Regions from separate parts of the Mus musculus genome. Here all the other regions are linked to region 3. Evidence: chromatin contacts called from public ChIA-PET and HiChIP or PLAC-seq data. All regions are on one chromosome and are shown on one strand. Each heading gives the region's core, a stretch centred on a gene start, on an enhancer-like site or on the middle of the called end of the contact. The rest is flanking DNA. Distances are from core to core; before and after follow the strand shown. Region 1 overlaps Polr3gl (polymerase (RNA) III (DNA directed) polypeptide G like). Region 2 holds the start of H2bc18 (H2B clustered histone 18). Region 3 overlaps Adamtsl4 (ADAMTS-like 4).

Region 1 (3,038 bases), core at 418-2,917, 900 kb after region 3:
TGGCCTTCAGTTTTCTTTGTTCTCCACTCTCAACCTAAATTTGCTGCATCCAGATCTCTATTTGGTCCTCTCTTAAACCACATGAGTCCTTGCACCTGTTCACCGACTCCCCATTTCACGGGTCCTACCTAAGGAGGTGAGGCCTGGGAGGGTAGGTGTGGAACATGGGTTAGGTTTTCCTGCTGTAAAATCTAGTCTGCAGTCCAGGCATTGGAGCAATTTAGACAATAAGAACTGTTCCTAATGGGTATTATGTACCTGGGTGGCAAACACTGACTAGGTCTATGTAAATTAGTAGGCCAGGCCTCAACTGCTGTGCTGCCTGCCTCTCCAGGAAGAGCGGCTTTGACCCTGTCTGCTGGACCCAGGCTCCAGCCTCTGCCTGTTTGGGAGTGCTTGTGGGAAGTTGGGGAAAGGTCAGTGGACATGGTTTAGCTATTGCCTGGAACCAATTAGGAATTTGGGGAAGCTGCTGTGTCTCGTGTCACTGGCTTTGTCCAACAAGGTCACCTGCCAGGGAAGGCAGGAGTCCAGGCAGGGCAGAGTCCAAGAATGACTTGATATTTATGACACTTTGTCTTTGAGGTAGCATGACTGATCCCAAGTGGTCATTCCAACCTTTGTCCTCCTTTCTCCTGCGCCAGGGGAAAGGCAACGTGAAGGGACGGAACTGTGGAAAGATGGGTGGGGACTAGTGTCCTGCCCTCCTTTACCACCTTTAGTTCGGGATCTTTGGTCCCACCACCAAGTTCCCAGGGATGTGAGTTGGCTCATTCGGTGCTTGCCTCCAAGCCTTGCATGTGAGCCCCCAGACCCATATGGCAGCAGGAGAGTACTGACTCCAGCAGGCTGTCCTCTGGGCTCCCCACACACGCCATTTTGTACACCCTTGGCCAAATAAATGAAATGTTAAAAAAAAAAAAAAAAAAAAAAGAGGAGCATCAGGTGGGCTAGCCTGTGGCAGTGTCTCTCAACATAGACCTGGACTTAAGTAATGAGGGTTAGGATGGTGTCTCCCCTCCACTGTGTGTGCACGGGACAACGTAGGAAAAGACAACAGGTAAACAAAACAGAACCAAACCGTTCAGGATCTTTGTTTTCGGCTGTTTCCTCCCTAGCTACAGTCGCTGGCTGTAGAACTGTGGGAAACCCCAGGGACAAGTCTCCTGGCCCCGCCCTTCCCTCACCTCGGAGAGCTAGAAAAGGAAACACATCAATCACCACAAATTGCTCAATAACTCTGGAATGTTCGCTTCTATTCCTGTTCCCGGCTCTGCTTTCTTGGCTGGGCTTCTATCCCAACACTTGCTACCACATTTAAACGAGGCCTTGAAGGCGCTTCTCCTCCATGGAGTCTAAGCCCCTCTTTGCCCTGTACAATGGGGTCAGAAATACCTGACCTTGGATTTCGGTTCTCTAACCCACGATGCTGTAGGAAATTCGGTCGGCCTGTCTAAAAGCGATTGGGAAGCTTATTGGACGCTTCTCACACAGTCCATCCTTAGACTATGAAATGCTCAGTGGGGCCTCCCGTGGTAGCACGGCAGATGTCTCTGCAGGTCTCCTTACTCTGTTTCTATACTGGACACGCAACTTACTCGTGGCTGTGGCATGGCAAGTGCATGCAACCAATCAGCTCGAGGAAGCCTTCCTTAGAAGCCAATCAGAGGCCAGGGAAGTGACCTCACCCAAGGGAGCGCTGTGTGGGCGAGGAAGCCTCTCTTAGAGCTGAGTGTCCCTAAATCACTCCCTTCCTCCCCACCCTCCTTACTTCCTGGAAGATAACACCGCCTACCCCCTCCCCAAAGTGGAGTGAGAAAGGCTAACTTAATTCCACAAAGGAAAGAACAACAAAAAAGAAGGAGCTGCAAGCCACACCCCGGCTGTCTGTAGAGAACAGTATATTTAGGGAGATCCTAAATATGCCTTTCAAAGTGGGCTCTCCAGGTCCTGGAAGACGGTAAGCTGAAAGCAGTGAGTCACTCCTCTCTCCCGGCCCCTGGCTTTCTGGACTCCCTGCACAAAAATAGCTGCAATCACTCTTTGTAAATAAGGACACCATCAAGGTCAAGTGTGAGAAAGGAGAGGGCTGGTGTCCTGGTAAATGTGCCTGACTATGCAGGCTCATGTCCCTGTGCTGCTGGAGGCCAAAGGCTAGGGTAGTCTGTGGGCGAGCCTATGCTTTCCCCAGCGCTGCTTTCAGACAGCATTGCAGATGAGTTCCTGAATGTCCTCCAAGGGAGAGCTGAGAAGTAAAGGTCAAGGGTCAAGGCGGTCACACACACACACACACACACCCGTGTCACACTGGACACGCAGAGATTTGACACTGGTGGCACAGACCTGGGACCACAGCTAGGGAGGCTGAGACAGTTTCAGGCCTGTTTGGGCTACAGGGTTAAGTTCAAAGCCAACTTAGGCAACTTAGCAAAAGCTCTGCCTAAAAATTCTAAAGCAAATATATAAAAAGAGATGGGGGCATGGCTGAGTGATGGAACACCCGTTTAGCATTTGCATGGCTGTAAATTCAGTCCTCTGAAAGGGGGCGTGGCAGGGGTAAGAATGGCTTGACTGGACACCCCCTCAGCCTTGCCTCCGGCCCTTTCCCAGTACACATCACTCTGTTAGACATGTTAGACAGATACAAACATTTTATTTAAAAGTACAAAACAGGCCTTACTCCTCTTGACTGTTCCCACCCCAAGTCTCCCCTAAACTGTCAACGGCTGCGCATCACAGCCCCCAGGGATCACACAGGTCACCTGGATTCTAACCAATTTTTTCTCAACAGAAGTAAATGCTAGTAAGTCTGCTGTGGTGGCGCGTCCCTGTAATCCCAAGGCTTGGGGGGGTGGGGGGGGGTCCAAAATTCAAGGCCAGCCTCAGCTACATACCGAGTTCCAGGCCAGCTTGAGCTACATGAGATCTTCTCTCAAAAAACAATAACAAAGCTGGGCATGGTGGCGAATGCCTTTAATCCCAGCACTTGGGAGGCAGAGGCAGAGGCAGAGGCAGGCGGATTTCTGAGTTTGAGGCCA
Region 2 (3,197 bases), core at 467-2,966, 590 kb after region 3:
ACTATTTAGTAGCTGTTCTCCACTGGAAAGGCGGTATTAATACTTCTAGTCTTATCCTTCTGTTATATAAACATTTCATCTGCAGGACTTAATTGGCCGTTAGTGTAGAAGGGAGGTGGAAGGAACGCACTCTAGACAGAAGGAAAGGCGGGAGCGCCATACATAACGATAGTCAGTGTGCAGTAAATGTAAGACCGGCTTTGGTAGGGTTTCGAAATAGGTAAAACTTAAGTTTGCATTTGGTTCCTTTCACTATACATCGTTTTGTCATCTTTCGGCCGTGGTACAATGCGTTCAAATCACTGGGCACAAAGCCTGAAGTTAAATAAATGCTAACTGTCAGAGAAGAGCTACAGTATCTGGTGACTCGCTACAAAGTGAATCGCAGAACATGAAAAGGGCAAGTTTGTTTCCAAAGAAACCTGTTAGAAGAGCACACTGCGTGAGAAACACTTTAAACACTGCATTTAGGAAAGTTACATCAACTGAAAAGCACTATCTTTTTAAAACCCTCTGCGGTTCATAAATACAGGAAGGAAAAGTATCAGGAGAGAAGGAATAGTGTAACCATCTTGAAACTCAGCAAATAGGATCGAATTCTACCCAATCAGACTGCAAGTCCAGAAACTCCTGCTTTCTGGGCCCAATCAAGACGAAGATAAGTCTATAAGTATGGCCACTTGGCGTCTGCAAGCCGAAGTCGCAAAAATATGGCCCGTACGAAGCAGACCGCCCGCAAGTCCACCGGCGGCAAGGCCCCGCGCAAGCAGCTGGCCACCAAGGCCGCCCGCAAGAGCGCCCCGGCCACGGGCGGCGTGAAGAAGCCGCACCGCTACCGGCCCGGCACCGTGGCGCTGCGGGAGATCCGGCGCTACCAGAAGTCGACCGAGCTGCTGATCCGCAAGCTGCCGTTCCAGCGCCTGGTGCGCGAGATCGCGCAGGACTTCAAGACGGACCTGCGCTTCCAGAGCTCGGCCGTCATGGCGCTGCAGGAGGCGAGCGAGGCCTACCTGGTGGGGCTGTTCGAGGACACCAACCTGTGCGCCATCCACGCCAAACGCGTCACCATCATGCCCAAGGACATCCAGTTGGCCCGCCGCATCCGTGGGGAGCGCGCTTAAGCGCCCTGTTTCCCTTCCATCCCCCACAAAGGCTCTTTTCAGAGCCACCTACGTTGTCGATGAAAGTAGCTGTGTCAGCTTTGCAAATTGATTTTCAGTGTTTCAAATACGCCCTCAAGTGTGTCAGGCCTAACAGTTACCAGTAATCACATTCCTTATCCCAGGTTTATTCCATTTAGAGCTGGTCTTGAGCTCACTACTCAAATATGGGCCAGTCCAAAAAAGGAGTTCTAATTAGGGTCTCAGAACTGTGAACCTGAAAAATAGCCCCAAAATTCCAAGCGTGATACCTAAGAGCGATAGTTAACTTATTTCAACCTGGTGTTTTAAGGATCTGTAAGCGAAGGGAACATAAAGAACAGCTGAGGCAAAACTGCCGCTCTCAATAACAGGCTAGCATGAAATGGAAGGCTGCGATTGGCTAGAAAGAATTTCCTCTAAGCACCACCAAGGCTCGCAACCAGAATCGGTTTGAGTAGGCTCCGCCTCCTTGACGCTGACTCTGCTGTAAATCAACCAATAAAAATGGAATACCGTGTGAAACCTCATTTGCATACAAGCTCTATAAGTACCGCATAGCAAGCCGCGCTGAAACAGTTCGTAGTTGCCCGGTCTACCTTACGTTGCATCTTTAGACGCGGAGGAAAATGCCGGATCCAGCGAAGTCTGCTCCTGCCCCAAAGAAGGGCTCTAAGAAAGCTGTCACGAAAGTGCAGAAGAAAGATGGCAAGAAGCGCAAGCGCAGCCGCAAGGAGAGCTATTCTGTTTACGTGTACAAGGTCCTGAAGCAAGTGCACCCCGACACGGGCATCTCATCTAAGGCTATGGGAATCATGAATTCCTTCGTGAACGATATCTTCGAGCGCATCGCAGGTGAGGCTTCCCGTCTGGCGCATTACAACAAGCGCTCGACCATCACTTCCCGGGAGATCCAGACAGCCGTGCGTCTGCTGCTGCCGGGAGAGTTGGCTAAACACGCTGTGTCGGAAGGCACCAAGGCCGTCACCAAGTACACCAGCTCCAAGTGAAGTGCAGCAGAGACGTGATTGATCGGCTTTACCCAAAAGGCTCTTTTCAGAGCCACTTTAGTTCTCAAAAAAAGACTGTAAGCACTAAGGGTCTGATCTAGCAGGTAAGGTTAAGCCATGATGAGTCTGTTACCCTGCAGCGCTCTGGTGCAACATCGAGCGTTTCAAAGTGTTGGGCGGTGTCTTGGCTTGCTCAGCCTGCTCTCTTATATAACCCAAGACTACCAGCCCAGAGATGGTCCCACCCACAAGGGGCCTTTCCCCCTTGATCACTAATTGAGAAAATGCCTTAGAGTTGAATCTCATGGAGGCATTTCCTCAACTGAAGCTCCTTTCTCTGTGATAACCCCAGCTGTGTCAAGTTGACACAAAACTAGCCAGTACAATTGACCCCTTGTCAACTTGACACACAAACACATCACTAGTAAGCCTCAACCCTTACATTCTTATTCATCCCCAAGGTCTAAATAACTTTAAAAGTCCCACAGTCTTTACATATTCTTAAAATTTCAATCTCTTTAAAATATCCATCTCTTTTAAAATCCGAAGTCTTTTTACAATTAAAAGTCTCTTAACTGTGGGCTCCACTAAAACAGTTTCTTCCTTCAAGAGGGAAACTATCAGGGCACAGTCACAATCAAAAGCAAAAGTCAATCTCCAACCGTCCAATGTCTGGGATCCAACTTACGATCTTCTGGGCTCCTCCAAGGCCTTGGGTCACTTCTCCAGCCATGCCCTTTGTAGCACACGCGTCATCCTCTAGGCTCCAGATGCCTGTACTCCACTGCTGCTGCTGCTGCTCTTGGTGGTCATCTCATGGTACTGGCATCTCCAAAACACGGCATGACCCCTTCAGTCCTGGGCCATCAATTGCAACTGAGGCTGCACTTTCACCAATGGCCTTCCATGGCCTCTCACAGTGCCAAGCCTCAGCTGCTCTGCTCAACTCCTTCATGCCTTCAAAACCAGTACCACCTGGGTGACCCTTACACATTACCAAGCCCAGCCACAGCACAAGGTACAACTTTGGCTATATCTGGAACAAAGC
Region 3 (3,007 bases), core at 404-2,903:
AACTTCCTTACTCAGACCCTCCAAAGAGTTTCAGAGGTCAACAAAGCAGCGTCTGGCCACACCGCTCCTTCTAGGGGTCCAGAGAAAGGGGTGCTTCAAGGCAGGCCCGCCTTCCTTCCCAGAACCGTCTGCTCTGACCCCACACTGCTTGCAGATGAACTGAGGACTGCAGGGACTTCTCTTTACAGTGAGGAGTAGAGGGCAGACACCGCCGCTCCCGCCCCCTCCCCCCCCACCCCCCAGGCTAGAGGCGAGAAGCTCTGGGGATCAGAAAAAGAAAGGAGGTGTTGGGGGGAACCCTTGAGGGCTATGGCTGCATTCTCCACCTGTGATTGGCTCTCAAGCCCAGACCAAAATCTAAACCTGCCCAGCAACAACCCTAAGAGGCCTCAAAAGGGAGGGGAAGTCAGCTGAGCTGTGGCCTCCACCCCAGCCCTGTTTCCAGGAACTGATGGGCGGGCTGGGAGGGCAGCCACCCCTCCCTTGCTCGGGGACTCTGTGTTCACTGCCTGCATCTGGAAGCTGACTCCTGGGCCCCATTTCTCTGGTCCCTACATCTTTGCCTGTCCTTCCAGGGTCACCTAAGAAGGAAGCACACCTGACCCTCTTCAGAGGCAGGGCATTCTTGTAGCCTCCTTGTGGAACCCCTGTCCTGGGCCAAAGTCAGGTTTTTTTCATGGTGTATTTGGGGAAAGGGTCTCACAAGTATAGCCCAGGCTAGCCTTGTGATCTTCCTGCCTCAGCCTCCCACGTGCTGGGATCACCCATGGCTTTATTTTTTAATTAAAAAAAAAAAAAAGAAATAAAAAGGAACAGATATGACTGCTCCTAGGTATGACGAAGGAGAAAGTTTACAGTAGATCAGAAGAACAAAGCCAGAGGCAGCCACATCTGGGAGAGTTCAGAGTGATCCTGACCTTGTGAGGAGAGGGGGGAGGGGAAGGGAGCAGAAACCAGGTCCAGCTACCAGTAGGCCAAAGGTACAAAAGGGGCAGGTAGCCAGGACGGTTGCTTATAAAGGGAGGGGCAGTCCAGTCCCGTGGGCTGGGAGACAGGGTGTGCCAGTCATACCCTTGTAACAGCGACTGAGGGATGCTGGGAGAACCTGTTGACTGTCAGGTCCACTTTGATATATTAAGCAGGCGCCTCAGCCGTTTGTCCGGGGTTAATTTTCCTTCCCCTCCTTTGTCACCCACTCAGTCCCCTTACACTGTGCTTGCTGTCATCTTCCTGCTCAGCCACATCCAGCGGGAGGACAGCCTAAGTCCCAAGGCAGGGAGCTTTGTACCCTTCTAATGTAGCAAAGGGTTTGCTACAGTGGAACAACTTTATTCTTAGGGGAACTTGGTATCCAAGGAGTGTAGCTGTGTTCAGAAAATAGTAGTAAAACTGTCTGCAGGCTTTTACTAATGGCCATACTCAGCCTGTCTGAAGAGGCACAGACAGAACAAGGCTGCCTCCAGCGGGGCATCGGCAGCAAGAAAGTCAGGCCTCAGAACCAACTGTAGGGGCCAGGGAAGAGGACCCTGGAGAAGGCTGTCCACTCCACCTTTAACAAGTTATTTACTTTGAAAGAAACACACAGGGAGAGGGAAGTGGTGGGGGAGGGAGGAGGCCTGGTGAGACATCTCTGTGGAATGTGTCTCTGGCAGGACATCTGGTCCTGCCTTGGCCCCTCCTCCCTCCTCCTGCAGTCACAGAGTCATGCGGGCCAAGCTCCTATGATTTTGCTGAGCAAAGAGAGGGGGCAAAGTTACCACCCCATGCACCCATGGAAAGCAGTAAGCAGGCATCTAGCAGGGAAGTGGGTAAAAGAGGAGGAGACAGGGCCAGAGCGAGAGAACCTGAAAAGCAACATGCATGCCCCACGCTCGTGCGCACACAAGCCAGCTTAGCCCTGCATTGAAAAGTTCTGCTGGATTCCTAGAGACAACAGGAAGAGCCTACCCAAAAGCCCACCACAGGCTCTCTGCTGGGATCCAAGCACCCATTACTGCTCCTAAACTGGGAAAAGTAGCGGCCTCTAGTGGCCAGTAAGCCATCTGCAGATCTGTAGTGGGACAGAATCTTAGGCCCTTGATCCAGACTGCCCCAGGTTTGAAGCTCACTCCACAGCCCATGAGGACCACATCTTCCTCCCATCCCTAAATGCCGCTCCTCTTCCCACACCACATCTGGCCTCACATTGCTCGGATGGTGGGGTCCCCATGAACATAACGAAGAGCATGTTTATGTCAAAACCAACTTTAATAAAAAATAAATTACTTCTGGGGTGGGCATCATTTTCAGTGTGAAGTGGCGACTGGGGCTAGGATGTCTTATGCTGACGTTTCTCTTTTTCACCCTCGACACAAGTGGTCCCTGCCCTGGAGAGGTGTGGTCCTTCCCCAGTAAGGTAGGGTAGCAGTGGCTGATCCCTGCCCCTGCTAATGAGGGAGGTAGGAATACAGAGACTAGATAAGGCAGGGATGGGAACAACAGGGTAATTTAGAAGATGTGGAGACGAGGATTGGGGCACAGACCTGGAACTTCTGGGGGACACACACTATGTAGCTCAGATTAGTGTGGAAATATAACCTTGCTCTCTCCCCCTTTCTCCCCAGCCCAGAAAAGCATGAGGGATACAGGCACCGCCCACTTCCTATTCTTTCTCAAGCTGCTTTTGTGGAAGTGATAAACATACACAGGACAGACCCCCAGGCAGGTCAGGTACACTTCTTGAGCTATCACACTGTAGGTCTCTCACCCTGGAGGATCCCTCTGGCAAGGCTGAGACCAGGTGAAAAGCCAGAGGGTACAGAGCGGGCTAGTCAGTGGGTGGCACAAGAAAACCACGAAGGCAGGGTCTCTGGGACCCGTTTCAAGCCGGTTCCAGCTGGGACTGCTCCAGGACATGGGCACAAGAGCGGCAGCAGGTAGTTGTGTAGTAGGGGTAGACGCAGAGCCGGGCCTGTACCACCAGGGGGCAGTGTGGAGAGCTGTCCTTGCATTGGTCATCTGAGGACAG

The links. ChIA-PET counts read pairs in DNA pulled down with a chosen protein or histone mark. HiChIP or PLAC-seq counts read pairs in DNA pulled down with a chosen protein or histone mark.
Region 1: a contact with region 3 is called in a FOXA1 HiChIP or PLAC-seq map of pancreatic cancer cells. The contact joins two enhancer-like sites. A contact is called at or near these places in 1 of 39 promoter capture datasets (liver), 1 of 484 Hi-C or Micro-C datasets (cardiomyocytes) and 1 of 115 datasets of contacts at active chromatin or transcription factors (pancreatic cancer cells).
Region 2: an RNA polymerase II ChIA-PET map of memory CD8 T cells shows a contact between it and region 3, with 160 read pairs. The contact joins the promoter of H2bc18 here to the enhancer-like site in region 3. A contact is called at or near these places in 5 of 39 promoter capture datasets (cranial neural crest, liver, neural stem cells and 1 more), 2 of 484 Hi-C or Micro-C datasets (CD8 T cells and regulatory T cells), 4 of 115 datasets of contacts at active chromatin or transcription factors (acute myeloid leukemia, effector CD8 T cells, memory CD8 T cells and 1 more) and 1 of 9 other capture datasets (adipose tissue).

What each region holds. Positions count from the first base shown.
Region 1 is chr3:96,575,239-96,578,276 of GRCm38.p6, forward strand. It overlaps Polr3gl (polymerase (RNA) III (DNA directed) polypeptide G like), which reads right to left. Exons shown (of 8, transcript NM_027241.4): 8 at 2,634-3,038. Among named protein-coding and RNA genes, the nearest start is that of Gm15441, 10 kb to the left of the region's middle. Within about 2 kb of position 1,668, at least 381 of the 459 cell types and tissues checked have an H3K27ac peak or open chromatin away from gene starts, as enhancers often do. A contact at or near this core is called in cardiomyocytes, liver and pancreatic cancer cells, where this site is marked.
Region 2 is chr3:96,267,984-96,271,180 of GRCm38.p6, forward strand. H2bc18 (H2B clustered histone 18) reads left to right here and starts at 1,717. Exons shown (of 1, transcript NM_175666.3): 1 at 1,717-2,209. The coding sequence starts at 1,769. The coding sequence ends at 2,149. H3c13 (H3 clustered histone 13) reads left to right here and starts at 671. Exons shown (of 1, transcript NM_178215.2): 1 at 671-1,172. The coding sequence starts at 711. The coding sequence ends at 1,121.
Region 3 is chr3:95,673,973-95,676,979 of GRCm38.p6, forward strand. It overlaps Adamtsl4 (ADAMTS-like 4), which reads right to left. Exons shown (of 18, transcript NM_144899.3): 18 at 2,229-2,997. The coding sequence ends at 2,861. Gm52627 (a long non-coding RNA gene) reads left to right here. Exons shown (of 2, transcript XR_003954671.1): 2 at 1-2,270. Among named protein-coding and RNA genes, the nearest start is that of Gm52627, 3.3 kb to the left of the region's middle. Within about 2 kb of position 1,654, at least 274 of the 459 cell types and tissues checked have an H3K27ac peak or open chromatin away from gene starts, as enhancers often do. A contact at or near this core is called in CD8 T cells, acute myeloid leukemia, adipose tissue and 6 more, where this site is marked.